Regions from separate parts of the Mus musculus genome. Here all the other regions are linked to region 3. A link is a contact called in public HiChIP or PLAC-seq data. All regions are on one chromosome and are shown on one strand. The core of a region is the stretch at or near the end of the contact, and the rest is flanking DNA. Distances in the headings are between cores, read along the strand shown.

Evidence for each region. HiChIP or PLAC-seq counts read pairs in DNA pulled down with a chosen protein or histone mark.
Region 1: a contact with region 3 is called in a BATF HiChIP or PLAC-seq map of CD8 T cells, with 9 read pairs. The contact joins two enhancer-like sites. A contact is called at or near these places in 2 of 484 Hi-C or Micro-C datasets (bone marrow-derived macrophages and nephron progenitors) and 4 of 115 datasets of contacts at active chromatin or transcription factors (CD8 T cells, effector CD8 T cells, pancreatic cancer cells and 1 more).
Region 2: an H3K27ac HiChIP or PLAC-seq map of stem cell-derived neural progenitor cells shows a contact between it and region 3, with 2.2 times the contacts expected there. The contact joins two enhancer-like sites.

The regions. Positions count from the first base shown.
Region 1 is chr4:9,065,018-9,067,800 of GRCm38.p6, reverse strand. No RefSeq gene overlaps it. Among named protein-coding and RNA genes, the nearest start is that of Gm50597, 55 kb to the left of the region's middle. Within about 2 kb of position 1,355, at least 56 of the 459 cell types and tissues checked have an H3K27ac peak or open chromatin away from gene starts, as enhancers often do. A contact at or near this core is called in CD8 T cells, effector CD8 T cells and stem cell-derived neural progenitor cells, where this site is marked.
Region 2 is chr4:9,135,074-9,137,773 of GRCm38.p6, reverse strand. Gm50597 (a long non-coding RNA gene) reads right to left here. Exons shown (of 2, transcript XR_001784233.1): 2 at 1,601-2,064. Gm34288 (a long non-coding RNA gene) reads left to right here. Exons shown (of 4, transcript XR_881105.2): 2 at 2,250-2,310. Among named protein-coding and RNA genes, the nearest start is that of Gm34288, 6.2 kb to the left of the region's middle. Within about 2 kb of position 1,388, at least 95 of the 459 cell types and tissues checked have an H3K27ac peak or open chromatin away from gene starts, as enhancers often do. A contact at or near this core is called in stem cell-derived neural progenitor cells, where this site is marked.
Region 3 is chr4:8,798,331-8,801,030 of GRCm38.p6, reverse strand. All of the region lies in intron 3 of Chd7 (chromodomain helicase DNA binding protein 7), which reads right to left. Among named protein-coding and RNA genes, the nearest start is that of Gm46841, 82 kb to the right of the region's middle. Within about 2 kb of position 1,255, at least 183 of the 459 cell types and tissues checked have an H3K27ac peak or open chromatin away from gene starts, as enhancers often do. A contact at or near this core is called in CD8 T cells, effector CD8 T cells and stem cell-derived neural progenitor cells, where this site is marked.

The DNA.
Region 1 (2,783 bases), core at 106-2,605, 270 kb before region 3:
GGTCTGGGGATCAAAATGCCATTAAAATACTATTAGTCTTCCTGAGTTTCAAGGTTTTCTCTTTCTTTCTTTCTTTCTTTCTTTCTTTCTTTCTTTCTTTCTTTCTTTCTTTCTTTCTTTCTTTCTTTCTTTCGTTCAGCTTTCTTTTTTTCTTTCTCTCTTTCTTTCTTCCTTCCTTCCTTCCTTTCTTCCTTTCTTCCTTTCTTTCTTTCTTCTTTCGTGTGTGTGTGTGTGTGTGTGTGTGTGTGTGTGTGTGTGCTATGTGCATGCTGTGACTTTATGCACTGGTGCCTCACTCAGTGGGAAGCTCACTGTTTCTGCTAGACTGGCTCACCACTGAGTACCTGGTACACACATGTCTCCATCATCTTTAATTGAGAGGTTACTAGCATGTTCTAGATTTTCATGGTCAGAGTCCTCCTAGTTGTCATGGAGTGGCATTAAACTGTCTCCACACCTAGCCCCAGGGGAATGCTTGTAACCCAGGTCTCAGTCATCCTCATAAACCATAAAGAACAGAGGCCACAACAGTGAGACTCGGGAACATTCTCTACTACATGATCTAAGAAGAGGCAACTGAGACTAAACATAAGACAATGCCCTGGTTCTCCGGAGGCTCTTTTGGTGCACATAAGATTTCATGCTGAAGTCAACACAATCGAAGGCTTTGACACAACACAAAAATGACCAGGTGGTACTGATATGCAGAGCCTGAATGGTGGTGTGCCAGAGCTAACCTACTCCTCTCAGCTTCTGTGAGTCAATAAATCCTTTTTGTGACTAAGCCAGTTTGGGTTGGGTTTTTTTTTTCCCCCTGTGTTTGCAACTAAATAATCCCAACAGACATCCATCAAAGTACCCTTCCCCAATGGGAGCCTCACACTTTGATTCTGTAAAAAAGATAACTGGTTTCTTTAGCCAGCTCCACTGTGAACGAACCAGGCATGTTAGAGAGTACTGTGTGGGTAAGGGATGCTATCTTTCCTTTGGGGGTGCCTGCGGTTCACATTTCTGAATGGGCCAGAAACGCCTATAAATTTCACCTGTTGACATATTTTCTTTGCAAGCATTTGTACTACTTCAAGGGAAGGAACCGGAAAGAGAGGTGGAGAAGGGAAGGCATGAGACAGAATATTAGTGACTATGCAGGAAGCAATATAGGTGGTGGCCTTTTAGCAAAGGCCTGGCATGTGGGCACATGTGGTGTGACTTCTCAGTAGAGGAACTAATCTGGCAGCGTTATCTGATCTGGAACGGAAAGAAAAAAAAGAAGCCTTCTCTCTTCTGTGCCCTTGTTTGCTGTGACTGAAAGTGTTTTGGTGTGAGGATGGCACTGGAGTGTTCACAATTGAGCCCTGACGACAGGCTGGGCTCAGTGGGAAATTGGAGTGTTTTCCAGTTGCCAACAGTCAGTTCATGAAAGTGGCCTTTTGTTTCGTGAAATCCAGGGCAGGCTTTTGACTGAAAACTCAAGTGAAGCATGCTGAAGCTTCAAGCTGAAGAGGTAGGGAGTTTCTCAAGCCTTTCTGAGCCATAGAGATTCCCTTGCCATCACGTCCAGGCAGAGGAGGCTGTAGAAGCAGACTTGAACAGGGTCTGTGGACCTGAGAGTTTACTAATCAACTGGTTCAAAGATTGCCTCCTGCTATTACCTGGCTTTGAGCCCTTGGATACAAGAGTTGATCTCTTTGAATTCGTGCCCTCATCTGTACATCTGTTCTTGATATTAGTAATTAGTCACATTATACTGACTAGTAGAACCCATGGTACATAACAACAAATCAAATCAGATAGTTCCCTGACACATGATTTACTTCGTACAGCTTTGGTGACCCACAGTCAACAGCAGTCAGGGAAGATTCTATAGAGATTTCAGGAACACACAGCTCCTAAGATGAATGGCACATTGTTCTGAGAAGGAGGGGGTAGCCCACAGTGCCCTGCTCCTTTCTGCTCAAGCCTGAGTCCACCCTCTGTATAGCATGTGTACACTCTATGCTCTCTGAGTCCCTTAGTCTCCCATGAGACATCTCAGCCTTCAGATAGACTACAATGATATTGAAATTCTCAAATTTAAGTAACCTTTATTTTTCTTACAAATGACCCCAATGTAAAAAAGTTCTGATGCTGGCAACTTAAGCATAGCATGCTTTTATCGTTATTCAGCCTTCCTCTGAATTTTGTAGCTAGTCTCCAACTGTGGCTGGTGTAACTTCATCTTACATGCATGCACGTGTGGCACATATATACATGTTTGCATGTGTGTGTATGTGTGTGAGAATGAGTGTGGCTCAATATGATCATCAGACATGCATGGGGTCTTGGGTTGTGTTACACATGGATACACAGACCTGCTGATGCAAATTAACAGTGACAGAATGTCACTCACCTGTGGAGATATATGCCAACCCACTTGGGAGACTAAGGGACTCAGAAGGCATAGAGTGTACACATGCTGTACAGAGAGAGAGTGGACTCATGCCTGAGCAGAAAGGAGCAGTGCACTATGGGCTACCCCCTCCTTCTCAGAACAGTGTGTAATTTCATCTTAGGATCAGTGTGTTCCTAAAATCTCCATAGAATCTTCCCTGACTGCTGTTGACTGTGGGTCACCAAAGCTGTAGGAAGTGAAACGTGTGTCAGGGAACTATCTGATTTGATTTGTTATGGACCATGGAGTCTACTAATATAATTTAACTAATTTACTAATGTCACGAACAGATGTACAGATGAAGACATGAGTTCAAAGAAATCATGGCTACGAGGGTGAAGTATTCCTAAAC
Region 2 (2,700 bases), core at 139-2,638, 340 kb before region 3:
AAAAACAAAGATAAAAATGTCAGTCCGTGTTCACACAACCTGGGGCTTCACAAGAGGTTTGCAAATGTGGGTAGTGGCTAGCTAACATATACCCATTACTACACGCTATGAGGGTGTGGGGAGGAAAAGAGAATGTGGTGTGTGTGTGTGTGTGTGTGTGTGTGTGTGTGTGTGTCAACATCTACTATATAAATAAATGCAGAAATAAAATAGTAAAAAAAAAAAGCCAGAAATATGTTTGATGCCTTTATTGATCGCACTGACCTTTCTTAAGTAATAAATATCCAAGCGAGGTCAAGGCTCTCTTGGTGTCAATGTCTCAGTGAGATCACTTTACTGAATCAAAGGGAGAGACCAAGGAGGAAAGGAGAGGAAAAGGAGGGGCTAATGGAGAATGGGGCTCACACTATGCAGGACCCAAAGGGGGCAGATGCTTTGGGTCCATTTTATGTCAGATGCATCTGTACCCACCTGGAACAGGTATTATTGTTAGTCCCATCTGGATGAGTTCAAATGAACTCAAACCGAGCACAAGTCTGGATTGTTTCCCTCAGTAACACAGAGGGCAGCACCTGGCTCAACAGATAATGATCTCATTCTGCCACTAGCCCCTTCATATGAATATTATAACAGAAATATTCTTGAGCTGTTTTGACTCAAAGGGGGAAAAAAAAAACAGGGTGAATATTTCGTAAATACAGGTTGGGCTGCTAGATGAGTTGCAAACATTTGCTTCGACTGTATCTATCCAGCAAAATGCATCGCTTCTCACAGGGTCATGTAACACGCAGCTGCCTGCCCAAATCGCCCAGCTATAGGCATGACTATTACACAAGAGGGCTTTCATTTACACAGGCCCAGGAGCGATCGGATAGAGGAAAGAATCAATACCGTCTGTAGAGAAATAAATCGCACTGGAAACGGGGAAGCAGGGGCTGTTTGTGTGGCAGCCAGGAATCCTCTACCAAAGACGCCATGATTTAATCTGCTGAAGAGCTTCCGGGGAAGGCTGGGGCCCACCCTTCCCTGCAGCTCTGCTTGGAGACCCTCTCAGGTTCCTGCAAAGCGCCCTTTTGACAGCCTGAGCTCAGAGTGGACTTCGCTGCCACCAAAGCCACTAGGTGAAAATCACAAAACAAAAACAAAAACAAAAACAAAAACAAAAACAAAAACAAAAACAAAACCCTGCTCGGCATCACTGCTGGTGCTTCTGAAAGCAGTATGAAAGAGATTCCTGCGACCAGCGAGCTTGCCCGCAGCCCTCACTTCACCACCTTCAGCTCCTTTCATTATTCTGTGAGCTGACTTGCCTTCTGCCTGGCCACACACAGCCTTGCTGGAGATGTGCCTGCTTCCTCGGTATTGCTATCCAGGACAATTGCATCCTTGGCCTGCGTCACAGGTCCCAGATCCCAGCCCCTCGGCCCTGAAGGCTCAGCCTTGGCCTGCCCTGCACCCCTGCCCCTGATGACGGCGCCCCCACGTGTGATTCTTGAGGATTTGGTGGTAAATGAGTTCACTGTCTCCTGCATTTTCACAAAATCCTTCTGAAGCTGGAAGAATGTGTCATCGACTGATAAAAATGCTAAATGACAACTCATTTTCATTTTGCAGAACAGAATTGTTTAATATTTCATTTCTATCACCTGCTCATTTTAGGGCAGCCCACACATGACAGGAAGGGCTCCCCGGAGAATTGCTTAAAAGGTTAAAGCTTCCGACAAGCAGCCATCCTGAGGCTCTGCTTCCCGGCGGTCGCGCGCCCAAGTCCGCCTTCGTTGATGTCTCAATGCTGCCCTCTGCTGGCGAGTGGAGCACCGGCATAGCCTGGAAATGAGACACTGAGAAGCCACAGGAGCCCAGCGGGGCTGTGAGAAGCGTGGAACACATGAAGTTTTCTACCTCCTCCAAGGGCATCCCGACCTCTTCTGAGGGTCTTTCAACTGCTCTTTCGCCAGCATGGATTCCTCTGCCAATTTTCAAGTTGTCTGCACACCAATAATGGCGAGAAGCCATGTGTCCAAAGGCTTTCCTCCCTGAAGGACTGATGGATGTTGAAGATGCCTGACAAGGTCAAATGAGGTCAAGTTGAAAAGAGCGACAGTGCATAGGGTGGACAGGTCGGATCTGAGGATAAAATACAAACGTATGCCACCAGCCACAAGCCCCATAAAATCCTCACAATGGGAACCCAATCCCTCTACTCAGCTAGCCCAACCCACATCACTCCAGCAGTCTTTCTTTTCCAGGTTTCAATTATCTGTCCTCACCCACGTTCTGAAAATGTTACGTGGAAAGTTCCATACATAAGTAAGTTGTACGTTTTGTATTGAATGCTATTCTAAGTGGGGCAATGACACTTCACAGTATCCAGTCCCTTCCTATCTGGAATGAGAATCGAACCTTTGTTCTCTGTATCCACACTATATAGGCTACCTTCCCGTTACTCACGTGACCCTCAGCTCGCTTATTGAGGTATCACAAAGTTTGTGCTCAGTAAACCAAATTTACTTGTACAACAACCCCTTCGAGCAAGACAGGCAATGCTAGGAATTTAGGCGTGCCAAAGACAAGTTGGAAAGTGCTTTTGATAAATGGGAAGGTGCTATAATAATAAGCTTAATAAGAAAAGAACAAAACGTCTAGTAACATTGTTAAGATCTACACTTTCAGAAAGACATTTAGAAAACAAGAGAAAAT
Region 3 (2,700 bases), core at 6-2,505:
TCTCTTTGCTAAAAAGTCGGGTGAAGACCAATTCTTTTAACCAAAGGGGGGAAAAATACCATCTAATGACTATACCCTTATTTCTCTGGCACAGAGTTTCACACAGTCATTTTTTAAGTCCAATGGTGACCGGTACATTTTTACTAAAAATTAATTTCCTAGAAATACATAATTTTATTTAATTCGGTGTTCTTGTCTATGAGTAAGTTTCCTTTTGGTGCTAAGCATTTTGGAGGGATAGCCACACTTGGCCTTCATTTCCTCCAGTGCTAGCAACTGGACATGCTGGACAAGAGCTCTCTCTACCACTGAGGCCACCACCAGCCCCACAATTAGCATTTCTACCAAAAGCTAAGTCTTTGAAATTATAAGCGTGTGCTTGTTTCTCACCAATAACTGAAGCTCGCTTTCCATGTTCCTGAGAAACACCAGGAGTTGAATGGTAAACCAAAACACAGGAAAAATAAAATTCTTGGGTTATCCCCACCCCCAAAACCGTTCCTCACAGTACTTTTAGAGCAAACACTCAGTGTTCCCTTTCATCTACACTCTGCACCCAAGACTTCTTACCATCAAATGACTGTTTGTTATATATACAACACAGAAAATGTATGATCCGAATACCAGCCTTCTGTTTTGTTTTGTTTTTTTTACTATTTCTAGGGTGCCTCAAGCTCTAAGTAGCTTGAAAAACTAAAGATACATATTTCAAAACCCCACATTTATTAAATGTTATAAAGTCCCAGAGAAGCTCACCAAGAGAGGCCCTAAGAAAGATGTTGTTGAGCCACTAGGAAGAGGCTGCAGCAGCTAATGATTCTAAGTACAGATGTGTCACGTTAAACCCTTCCAAAGTGTGTCAATAGCGTTTCCGGCACACACCTAGGGCAGCGTTCTCCACTAATATGTTTTTGATCATCTTAAACCTGTTGTTTTTTACATACTCAGAGCTTATTTTGATACATGAGCATTTTAGCATAGCAAACAGCTACATCAGGAAACAACTGAAAACAATTCAAGATGATCACAAATAGCAGTTACATTTCAAAAATTGATTTTATTTACAAAAAATTAAAAAATAAAAAGAGGTGGTGTGACTAAGTCAGAGAAATCCACAGACAGCAGAATATTTTTTAAATTAAAAAATTCATGCAGCAGTTCCTGAGGAGAGTGTCCTGGTGTTTACACTACACACTGACAGAAGTCTCCCCTACCATGAGGCTCCATTTCCAGCATTTATTTCCGCTCTAACTGCCACAAATTATACAATACTACAGCTGAACACTGGGCCCCTTTCCTTTCATCTGCACGCCAAGAGCAATCAGATTACCCTGGTAACCAGCGGTCACGTGACCAGCACCTGCTCTTTTGGCTGGATGCCACTGACTAAAGCCATCTGCTTCCCTCAATCAGCTTTCAAACACTCTCAACACCTGCGCTGCAGTGTTTTGTGGTTTCTTTTATAAAATCAGTGCAAAACTGCTTCCAAAACTTTACATATTTCTCGAATTTGTTTAAATCAGAGGTAGGTCTGTCAAAGAGCTGAACCACTGCCAGGTAAACTGAGCGGCGGTGCATGTTTTCCATGGTGACCTCGATCAAGCAGCGCGGAGGATGGAGTTCAAGTTTGTGGGGTTTCGGGCTGTGCAAGCGGCACCCTGCAGGAGCAAAGGCTGCCTGTCTGCTTAGTGCCCAGAGCCAGGTTTGAGGAAACATCTATTTGCTGGGGGACAGAAACACTAATGACTTTCCATCTGCTCCATCCAAGGATGCACTGTACAGAACCTCCAAGATGGCTGGAAGTCAGACAGGCAGGGCCTCTCCAAATGCTTAGACAAAAACCTCCCAGCCCAGGCAAGCACTTTCAGTTCTGATTACTGCAAGAGGCAAACTCATTAGAGCTCACGACATTCCTGCTGAGGCACAGCTAGGTTCTCCCACCCACCAGTATACAATCAAGCACCCTAAGAAGTCAGAAAAAGACTAAGGGGTCTTCAGTGGCCACCCAGACACTTTATAAACCAGGACAATATTCAATCACTTACATCACATCATTATGATTTTGGAATAAGCCAATCTGGACTCCTATGAAGTGTAATATTCAAACTGTTTTGACCTACGTAAAACACAAGTCAATTTTTTTCTTCTACCTGAAGTACTACAGAATGCTGGTTTCCACCAGACAGGAGTCAGCCTGAGCTCTAACCGCCACAGCTCCAACTGGGACTCTGGATAAATCACATCTAGTTTCCCTGCACCTTCATTCCCTCATCTATCCCATGAGGGCAAGATCTGCACCGCTCAGTATTTCTGTGGGTTTGAATGAGAAAAGACAAGAAAGGAGACAGCGTTGGACAGAGATGGTCACTCTCTGCACACCCCTGGAAGACAAGCAGCACATCTGTGCAGTGCATGCTCTCTCTCTGCGACCCAGACCCAGACCCACCAGTGCCAATTCAGTGGCGGAACACATGGAGAAAATCCACAAGCTTCGAGTATCAGCTCACTTAAAGAGCGTTCACAGAAGGAACACCGATGATAGCGTTAGTCACTAGCTGAAAGAACACACGGCACGTTCACCCTGCCACTACCACTGCTTCAGCCAAGCACCTGCCATACCAACCTAAATGACAACAGTCACTGCCTGTCACTTCACTCTCGCCCCAAGGCAAGGGTCCCCAGCATGAGACCAGTGGGAAA